Linked DNA regions of Mus musculus: regions 2 and 3 are each linked to region 1. A link is a contact called in public promoter capture Hi-C and targeted proximity ligation data. All regions are on one chromosome and are shown on one strand. The core of a region is the stretch at or near the end of the contact, and the rest is flanking DNA. Distances in the headings are between cores, read along the strand shown.

The links. Capture Hi-C pulls out chosen DNA fragments and counts their contacts.
Region 2: a contact with region 1 is called in a targeted proximity ligation map of pancreatic cancer cells. A contact is called at or near these places in 1 of 130 datasets of targeted methods (pancreatic cancer cells) and 1 of 9 other capture datasets (adipose tissue).
Region 3: a promoter capture Hi-C map of pancreatic islet shows a contact between it and region 1. A contact is called at or near these places in 11 of 39 promoter capture datasets (the 3T3-L1 cell line, 3T3-L1-derived adipocytes, the C10 cell line and 6 more), 5 of 130 datasets of targeted methods (the NIH/3T3 cell line, bone marrow-derived macrophages, embryonic forebrain and 1 more) and 2 of 9 other capture datasets (adipose tissue and pancreatic islet).

The regions. Positions count from the first base shown.
Region 1 is chr19:4,497,057-4,500,322 of GRCm38.p6, forward strand. 2010003K11Rik (RIKEN cDNA 2010003K11 gene) reads right to left here and starts at 1,527. Exons shown (of 2, transcript NM_027237.2): 1 at 1,188-1,527; 2 at 1-558. The coding sequence starts at 1,463. The coding sequence ends at 460.
Region 2 is chr19:4,146,906-4,150,171 of GRCm38.p6, forward strand. Coro1b (coronin, actin binding protein 1B) reads left to right here and starts at 1,749. Exons shown (of 11, transcript NM_011778.3): 1 at 1,749-1,831; 2 at 2,437-2,639; 3 at 2,958-3,080; 4 at 3,185-3,266. The coding sequence starts at 2,439.
Region 3 is chr19:4,792,236-4,795,501 of GRCm38.p6, forward strand. Rbm4 (RNA binding motif protein 4) reads right to left here and starts at 1,774. Exons shown (of 4, transcript NM_001290122.1): 1 at 1,581-1,774; 2 at 163-585. The coding sequence starts at 574. Gm21992 (predicted gene 21992) reads right to left here. Exons shown (of 3, transcript NR_157185.1): 2 at 1,581-1,774.

The DNA of each region.
Region 1 (3,266 bases), core at 277-2,776:
TTGGCCAGTCACTGGCAGCTGCCCAGAAAGCCATGTGGAGCTTGGCCCTGGGAGCAGGTGATATTCAGGAAGTTCTCAGCCTTTCTTTGGCTTCACTGAACTCTGACCTGGAAGTGGGTGGCTGGTCTTTGTGGGGCCAAGGGGTCACAGTTGCTACTCTCATTTCTGTGTAGGTCCCTAAGACCTTCATAAATGCCAGTCCAGGGAGTCTTTAAACCCAAAAGGTAGAGAGCCAGGTATTTCCTCTTCAGGCCTATGGAGATCTTTGCTAAGAGATAGGTGCCAGAACCAAGAAGAGCAGCCACATGGGGGCTTTGAATGATCTGGTGGCAGAGGCCTCCTTGGGTCACAAGACAAAGTTCAAAAGCTGGAGCAGTTCAGAGTCCAGAAAAGCCATGCAGGGGCAGATGAAAAGACACAGGAGCAGAGCCGGTGGAGTGAGGGACAGTCACAGCAGCTTTAGTTGTTGGTGTCCAACAAGGTCTCTGGGGAGGCTGGTTGACTCAGGGTCACACTGGGGAAGCTGGCGACAAAACTCCTCCACCTTCTTTTCACATGCTGGAAGACCAAAGTAGGAGAAACATCATAGCAGTGGCTTCAAGTGGTGTTCCACTCACAGCCACCAGGTGGGGGTAGAGCCATGAAAGAGAAGCTAAACTCCTGGGGGGAGGGGAGACCCTTCCCCCTGGGACGAAGGGCCAGGAGGGGTGGGGCAAATCTACTCTTCATCCTGTGTGAGAGGTACAGACGGTAATTTGCCAGAAGTTGCATTGGCCAATCTGCCTGCCTCCTGCTCTAGTCACCCTTGCAACATAGTATTACATTAATCATCTTAATACAGCTCTCAGAGCCTTGTGTGGTAATATATGCCTGCACTCCCAGCACTCAGAACACTGAGTAGGATCAAGAGTTCCAGGCCACTCTGGGCTACTTATCGAGACCCCATCTCAAAACAGAAACAGCTCTGACCATATTCCACCCAGACCCCATTTGCCCACCCTCCTCCAACCTTCAGTGAATCCCCAGTGCCCACAGGGGTGAGGGGAATCACAACTGCTTTTAGTCAAATGCATTCAATTCCTGGGTATTTTGCTTGGCTTTCCTCAGGTCAGCTGTGCTCTTAACCCTTTGCTGCCCGGAGTCCCCACCCTTCCCCATGAAAGTGATAATTCAGTTTGAAGCCACACCTGCTGGTACTGTCTCAGCCACCGCCGGCTGCCTCCTCCTCTCTGGCCTTGGATCAGCTGTTCTTTGTCTCCCAGGGTCCCTGGCAGCCGCTCCTGGACAGAGACCTCCAGCCCTTCCGTGCCATCGGGGACCTGCGACCTGGACTTCTCACGGCCCAGTCTGAGGCTCAGTGCTCTGTGGAGTCGGCCATCCAGAGACCTCCCCTGGGACTCATGGAGCCTCCCATAGGAGGGCCGGGGTTCTCTAAAGGACTGGCTACGCAGGCTGGTCCCCATGATCCTAGAAGCTAGCACTGGTCGGTAAGCCACTAGCTTTGTGAGATGGCCTGGTGCCTTCACTCATATGATGGGAGATCACCTGTAGACAAAGGTCAGTGCTGCTGAGGTGGCTGTCATAAACCAAAGGGCAGGCCACAGAGGCCAAATATCTCTGAGTCATTCTCTCCATTGACTTCTCACCCTGTGGGACTATACAGCGCAGGCTGGCTTCCAGCTCGGGATCCTTCTGAATGCTAGGCTGGTTCCTATTGTCTTCCCTCCTCCCTCCAGACAGCCTTCTCTGACCACACCACCCTGGAGACCTTGCCGGCCTCCTCTGGCCTTGGCCTTGGCTGGCCGTACCACTCATCTCATTGACATTAAGCAAAGATTACTTCTACAACAGGACAGAGAACAGAATAGCTTCATTCTACAACAGTCAAAACCGTAACTACCAGGGTGAAATCGGGTAAGGCAGGGGCTGGACAGTGGACGGTACTTGTTTTCATGGCTCCAGACCTTCAGTTTTACAAGGTGAAAAGTGCTCTGGAGGTCAGCGGCACACATCCAAAATCGTGACCTGCAGGGGCTGGGGGGACGGCTCACTCATAAAGTGCTTGCTGCACAGGATCTGGGTTGGGTTCCCTGGTACCCCTGTGGAAAGGTGGATATGCATCTGTCATCCCAGACCTGGGAGAGACAGGAAACTCTCTGGGACTTGCAGTCCCTGTCTGAGCTGCATTGGTGAACTCCTGACCCAGTGGGACACACTGTCTCAAAAACTAAGGGGAAGGAGTGGTCGAGTGGGTACAGGCACTTGCTGACAAGCCTGACAACCTGAGTTTGATCCTTGGGATTCACCTGGTGGAGAGAACTGGCTGCCACAGGCTTTCCTCTCTCCACCACACATGCGCTGTGGCTCTCAAGAACACACAATACACACACACACACACACACACACACACACACACACACACAAATAAATGTAATTTGAAAATGTAAAAAGGTGAGGCCAGGCAAGGTGGCTCATTCAGTGCTCATGCCAGGGGAATTTCTGTGAGTTTCGGCCAGCCTGGTCTACACAGCTAGTTCCTCTCTCAAAAACTAAGAGGAAAAAAATTAAAGGTAGAGAATGACAGAGGAAGACACTTAGTGTCAACTTCTAGATTACACACATGTGTGCGAGTGTACACACACACACATAATCCCTTCACACACCATACAGAGACACAAAGAAAAAAATGACCTATAGTAAATATTATCTCAGTGCCAGACTTTTGTCTTAGACAGGGTCTTATGTTGCCCAGATGGGCCTCGCTATGTGGCAGAGGATGATCTCGAATTCCTGATCTCTGCCCTCCTCCACCTCCTGAATTCTTGGATTACAAGTATGGGTCACCATGCCTTGTGTAGACAGTGCTGGGGATGGAACACTGATGCTTGTGCACGCTAGGCAAGCACTGTGCCAACTCTGCTACATCCTCAGCCTGGCAGGTTCTGTGTGTGAGAGTGTGTGTGTGTGTGTGTGTGTGTGTGTGTGTGTGAGAGAGAGAGAGAGAGAGAGAGAGAGAGAGAGAGAGAGAGAGAGAGAGAGAGAGAGAGAGAGAAAACAGGACAGTGCCAGGGTCAGGAGAACTAAATTTCTCCAGCCTTAGCTTTGCCCTCAATATTCTAGCAAAGCACATGGTTAAAAGCTCAGGCTCCAGGGACCACTGTCTTCTAGGTAGACTGCAGTTTCATTGCTTAAAGCTCTGTGACCTTGGGTTGCATCCTTCTTCTCTCTTTGGTTCCCTCAGTGTAAGAGTGACAAAGAACTCAAGC
Region 2 (3,266 bases), core at 499-2,998, 350 kb before region 1:
GGGGCTCACAGCACAGGTTTGGAGAGACTTCAGTCTCAAAACAGTCCCCAGCTCAGGCAACATACTGCGGGGTGTGTGTGTGTGTGTGTGTGTCCGCCTTCCCCCTCCAGGTGAGATGCCTGTGCCTCTTCAAAGGAGCCAGGTGTTGGTTCTGAGAGCTGTGAATAGGAATATTTTGCAATTCTATATTCAGCTCTGCTGCTCATTCGCTCACCCAGCATGAAGTGGTCTCACGCTGGGTGCTGGCTGGGTCTCCCTCTGGGCACTGGAAGGCAGGGTGGAGGCTGGGGGATAAGGGGAGTGCACAAGACAAAGTCCCTGTCTTTCCTTTGCTGGCATGAATCTTAGCAGGGTGCCAAATAATTACACAATGTAGCATCTGGGACTAAGAACGATTAATGGGAACCAGGAACAGGAAGAACTGGGTGAGAGGAGAGCTCAGAAAGACCCACAGGGGAAGTGACACTTGAGGCCTGGGGTCATTGAGGGATGAAGCCTTCCCAAGGCTAGGAAGAGCTTCCAGAAGGAAGAAGGGAGCAGGATGTGTTAGCCTGAGGTGGGAACTGAGGTTTGCTGTCACTGGGACACGTGCTGAGAGGGGACAGTGCTGGGTGCCCTGGGGTCAGACAGGAATTCTGACATAGGAACATGGAACTATGGATTTTATTTGAAGTGGGGTGATGTGGGGGGTGGGGGTGGTACTTAGAACTGTAGCCACCTGGCATCATATGGGCTTCCCTGTGAACATCTGCTACCCAAGTCAAGCCACACTCCTGCCTCCCTAGCTCCAGGTTTTACAAACAGTGAGAAATCCCAAGACATTGGAAATAACAAAGTTGGGCTGAATCCCAGCTGGGAGGTCTCAATCAAGCACCTGTCCTCTCTAGGCCTGTTTCTTCAGAGTATAGTGACCACTGAGGTGGGACACAAGTCCACTTAGCCTCCCACACACAGTTGGGGCCTCATGAAGGCTAAACAAAGCACCTTTACCTCTGCCCTGCCTCTTCCCACGTCCCTCTTCCCTTTCTGGGAAAGACGGCCTCGTATCACCACTGGTTACTGGAGGTAGACACAGAGGAATAGTGTTCTCTTACTACAGTGGGTCCTAACAGGGACACCTACGTCCTCCAGGATGAGAGGAGATAGGGCAAATATGAGGAGGCAAATCCAGGCTCTGATGGGATGGAGGAGAGAAAGGACATGCATTATGCATGGGATCCACTGTCATCCTCTACTTCGATTTTCTCTAAGCCAGAGCAGGAGCCACAGGAGTCCATCAAGATGTAAGAGATTGCCTTTCACCTCTTCAATGTACATATCTGACATCAGGAACCCCCCAACTTTAAAACCCATACCTATGGCAGGGTGTGGTGGCACATGCCTTTAATCCTTGCACAGATATCTGTAAGTTCTTTGCTAGTTCCAGGCCAGCAAGTATGCAGAGTAACAACCTGTCTCAAACACAAAACAAAAAACACGTGAAAACATTGGAGGCGGAGCGAGAGAATACTTTTGGGTAGAACTGGGTAGGGAAATCAGAGGGCAGGCTTCACCCCACCTCAAGAGACTCGCACAGTCTGTACCCGCGGCTCCAAGCAGGCCCGCCCCTTTCAACAAGCAGCCCAGGGCCTGGCGACTAGGCCTTGCCCCGTGGGCGGGACATCCTAAAGCCCCGCCTTCTGCGCGTGACCTTGCCCCGCCCCCGCCTCCCTCGGCTATCACTTCCTGATTCCCGCTTCCTGCTTCCCAGAGGCCGGGATCCGGAGCCGCCCGAGGTCGCCGCCGCAGTCCCCGGCGCCCCTGGGGAGCGGAGAGCGGTGAGCGGTGAGCGGTGAGAGCGGCAGGGACGGACTAGGGGCGCAGACGTGGGCCTGGGGCAGGGGGCGCGAGCCGGAAGAGCGCCTCGCCCCACCTTCATTCCCGACTCCCTCCCACCCCCCAGCCGCCCCTCTCTCCCTTTCTGGGCTGGGATCTTTGGAAGTTGGGTTCCTGGTTCACTTGGACCGTGCTCCAAGGCCACTTTGAGGACCTGGCAGTATCCTCGACCCCTGTTCAGCCAGGGTCCCTAGGCCCGACTTCTGCAGCTCTTTGCACAGTCCCCGGGACTGAGCTGCGGCCTTGCTAGACCAACCAACCCCTTTTGCTGCCTCTTCTCCCCATCACCCAGCCTTCAAACTCTGGGTGTGGAAAGCGCCTTGGAACCATCTGGGACCTACAGAAGATCTAAATTCTGTCTCCCTTTCAGCAGCACACACACACTCAGACCCCTAGCCAGGGAGGGGATGGGGAGGCAGAGAGTGTTGGTCTGCACCTATGAGCCCTTTCTATAACTGGGGAAATAGAGACTCCCAGCTAACGCTGGACCAATTTCCTGGTGACATGCTCTGTGTGTCTCTTTGGAGAGCAGAGCTGATTCAGGTGTCTCTGCCCTCACAGACATGTCCTTCCGAAAAGTTGTGCGGCAGAGCAAATTCCGGCATGTATTCGGTCAGCCGGTCAAGAATGACCAGTGCTATGAGGACATTCGAGTGTCCCGAGTTACCTGGGACAGCACCTTCTGCGCAGTCAACCCCAAGTTCCTGGCAGTGATTGTGGAAGCCAGTGGTGGAGGCGCCTTTATGGTGCTTCCTCTAAACAAGGTGGGCCTCAGCGGGTCAGGGTGGAGAGGACATCTGAGGACACTCTGGTCACACCTGTGGGCAGGGCAGTTTGTGCCACTTCTTGGCCCGTGGCTACTGATGGATTGTTGATGGAAGTAGAAAAAGTGTTTATTGCCACCAAGTGTGGATAAGAGGCTGCAGCAGGCATTTCCTCATATGCTGGGTGGAGCAGACACATCTGGGCCACCAGGAACCAGGGCAGTCACATTATTCTTGCACCTTGGAGGGCCCATAGATACTGGGAGGAATGGAGGTCGGGACTTTGGGTTCTTCTCTGACTGCTCTTCATGACTACAGACGGGCCGCATTGACAAGGCCTACCCGACAGTGTGTGGGCACACGGGGCCTGTTCTGGATATTGACTGGTGTCCCCACAATGATGAAGTCATTGCCAGTGGATCAGAGGACTGCACTGTCATGGTGAGCAAAGGACCGTTCAAGTCAGGGTCTCAGGGTGTGGCTGAAGGATGCTGGCAGCAGGGGCAAGCACAGGCCTGAGCCCATGCTCCGTCTCCCTACCGCAGGTATGGCAGATTCCAGAAAATGGGCTGACCTCCCCTCTGACAGAGCCAGTAGTGGTGCTCGAGGGGCATACCAAGCGCGTGG
Region 3 (3,266 bases), core at 524-3,023, 300 kb after region 1:
AAACACACACACACACACACACACACACACACAAAAGCTTTTGTTCAAGTGTATCACTGATCCTTCATCAGCCAGCAAAATCCTTCCATCCCAATGCCTTCCTTTTCTCAACCAATTCATTCCTAACAGCCTTGTACTGAGCACTCCAAAAGAGTGATTCACCTTGAAACTCTGTGTTGTCGAGGCCCCTGATGGCCTCCACCGCATCCTCTGCCCGCTCCATGTGTACAAAGGCATAATCTTTCACGATGTCACATTCGATGACTGGGCCGTACTCCTCAAACTTGGCCCGAAGCTCTTGGTTGGTACAAGTGGGGCTGATGTTGCCCACGTGTAACTTGGTTGAAGCTTTGCTCTTATTCTTGCTGGCTTCCACATTGATGTTCACTCCGTGCAGCTTGTAGTGGTGCAGGTTGCGTATGGCATCCTCAGCGGCCGTCTTGTCCTCTATGTGCACAAAGCCATAATTCTTAATGATGTCACATTCCAGCACCTTCCCGTACTGCTCGAAGAGTGAGCGGATCTCCTGCTCTGTGGCCTCCCGGGGCAGATTTCCAATGAACAGCTTCACCATCTCCACACAGCCTGCAAGTAGAGAAACAAGATTTTTAGGAGAAGACCTCAAGTCCATAGCAACTGTTAAAAAAAGGGAAAAAAAAAATCAAATAAATAAATGGCTCCCATCATCTCCTTTCACTTTAGCACATAGTCCCAAAAGTTTTCTCCTACAGGCATGCTCTTACATCTCCAATCAGTAACAAATGTGGAGTTCAACAAGAGCCTGCTTCTATTTCTCACAAGAAGTTCTATAAAGAGGAAAAATGTAACAAGGCAGACTTTTGTAGACAAAGGGGATTTTGCGGTGTGGCTCCAACCTACAGCACGGTACATTATAGGCAAGTATTCCGCCACTGAGTTACACTTCCCCTGCCCCAGACAAAGGAATAACGCTCTAAGTTTTCAGCATAAATAAAAAAAATGCTACAGGTACTGAGAGCTACTCACTTTGACATTTGAAAACAAGATTCTAACTACTAGACTTGCTAATTATAATTACTTCAAATTAGCTCTTCCTCTCTTAGCAACCATTTCCGGAAAAGTGGGAATTTCACTCGGAGTAGTGAGTTCCGGGATCAACCAGATAAAAAGCAGGGAAATATAGAAAATGCCCGAGTAGGAGGAGTCCTCTGGGGTGGGGGTGGGGGTGGGGCATGTCATTACAGGCTCCTACAGAAGAACTGGTCAAAGACTGGTGCTACAGTTTGGTGAGGAAGCCAACAATGCCCAGGGCATGACAGATTCTCCAGCCTAAATCTAAGATTTATCTAGGTGGAAACCCCAAAGAAGATTGAGCAAAGCAGAGGGTAAGGTGGACAAAAGAAAGCTATTCCGGGAGTAGAGAACGAGGACTTGGAGGAAGGTTGTTTCAGGCTTACCGCACTAAGTCGAGGACCGATGTCGGCTCTCAGGGACGGGTGCGCAGACCGCAACCCCACTATGCCAACCCTGACACCCACCGGAGTCAGGTAAGTTTTTTTAACAGAGAAAAGAACACAGTGGAAGAACGTGGAGTATCTCACCGCATGGATACCTGCAGGTCCTCCTCCTTGCAGCGCGGACGGTTCTGACAAAACGCTAAAATGGCGGCGGCCACAGCAGTGACTCTGGGTAGAAAGAGGGGTGAACCTACCCACCGGATTGGCCGTTCGGTAAAGTAAAAGGCTGGCGTTCCCGGAGATCCTCTTCCTGATTGGTTACCCGGAACGCCAATTACCTGAGAGGCCAGGAAGAGGTGGAAACGTCAGTAACCTGGACCTTTTATATGAAAGCCAATGAGCACCCAGCCTAGTGAAACTGAAGCCACTGATTGGGCAAGAGGTCCATCTGAAGGTGGAGCTAGAAACGCGGAATTCTTCAAAGCGCGGCCAGCCATTAGGCAGAATGAACAAGGTGCCGTGCGTCAGTGGGGCAACCTGTAGCTTCGTGGCTCCCAACTTTGTTAAGCTTTCACATTTTGTCACTTACACGTGCACATCCTGACAAAATTCAAGTTCTGTCACCACAATTCCGCACCGGTCCCTAGCTGAGCGTCACCACGCCCCGCAACGTGGATATTGCATCAGTCAACCTACCCAGACCTCCCGGCGATAGCCAAGCTCCCGCCCCTACTTAAAAAGCAACCCCCACTTTCCAATGTAGTCCTTCTGAGTCTCAAGTTACCAAAATTATAAGTATCTTTATGTAATTTTAAAACTCTAAAACAGTCAGTGGATCCAGCTTCGATAACAGTTCAATGGCCCAGACAATAGGGTGGTCAGAGACGTAGGAGACACAGGGGTTAAGGTTCCCTTTAGGAAACAGCCTCCCACCTCCCCAAAAGGTGTGAAAAACAGAGATTGAAAATCGACACCCCATCCCACCCCAACTTCACCCCGCCAAGAGAAGAAACAAAAAACAAAACAAAAAACGGGAACAGCAATTTTTGATTTTGTTTGGTTTTATTGGGCTCCATTAGCCAAAACTAAGTTTAAATTCCCTAAAACTGACCTTGGAAAAAAGGCTTGTGACAATCAGCTGTAAACAAGTACAAACGAACATTCTTCACAGGGTCCAAATTCCCTCATCACATTTTTCTCACCCACTGGCTGCTTCACATAATCCCATACTCATTGAGCAAGCAACTTTAGTCATGACCCTCTGCAACGCAGCTTCTTAAGATGGAGATAACCGGGAAAGGTGCTGAATGGAGAACTTAAAGGTGAACAGGCAGAAAGCAGGGGGAACTTCATGAGAACAGGATGATTGGGAGTAAAATAACAAATAGAGCATACTACCTCCCAAAACTGCCACAAAAGAAAGAAAAAGTCAAACAAAAGGCAGAGACAGAAAATAAGCTACTGGATTCTATAGCAGAAAATTAGTCTATAATTTAAGGCTAGGAAATAGGCCCCTTAAAAAGTAACAATATGACATTAAATATGGCCATGGCTTCATTCTGCAGCACCTGAGACTGAGTAAAAGCCACCTGAGATCTGTAATACAAGTTCTGCTGTCCTGCACAGGCCCTTTCAGAGGGGATCTAAAATGCACAGCCACATCTCAATATGCACCCAGAAATGCATAGGGTATAGAAATCATTTTCTCTCAGTTTAATCATCTTTCTTATGCCAAAATTCCTGGAGGTTGGGGTTACAGTAGCAAACAAGACCAATTCACTCCACTAAACTGGACTGGCTCCCGGTCTGAAGGGGAAGAGCCTGCTAACA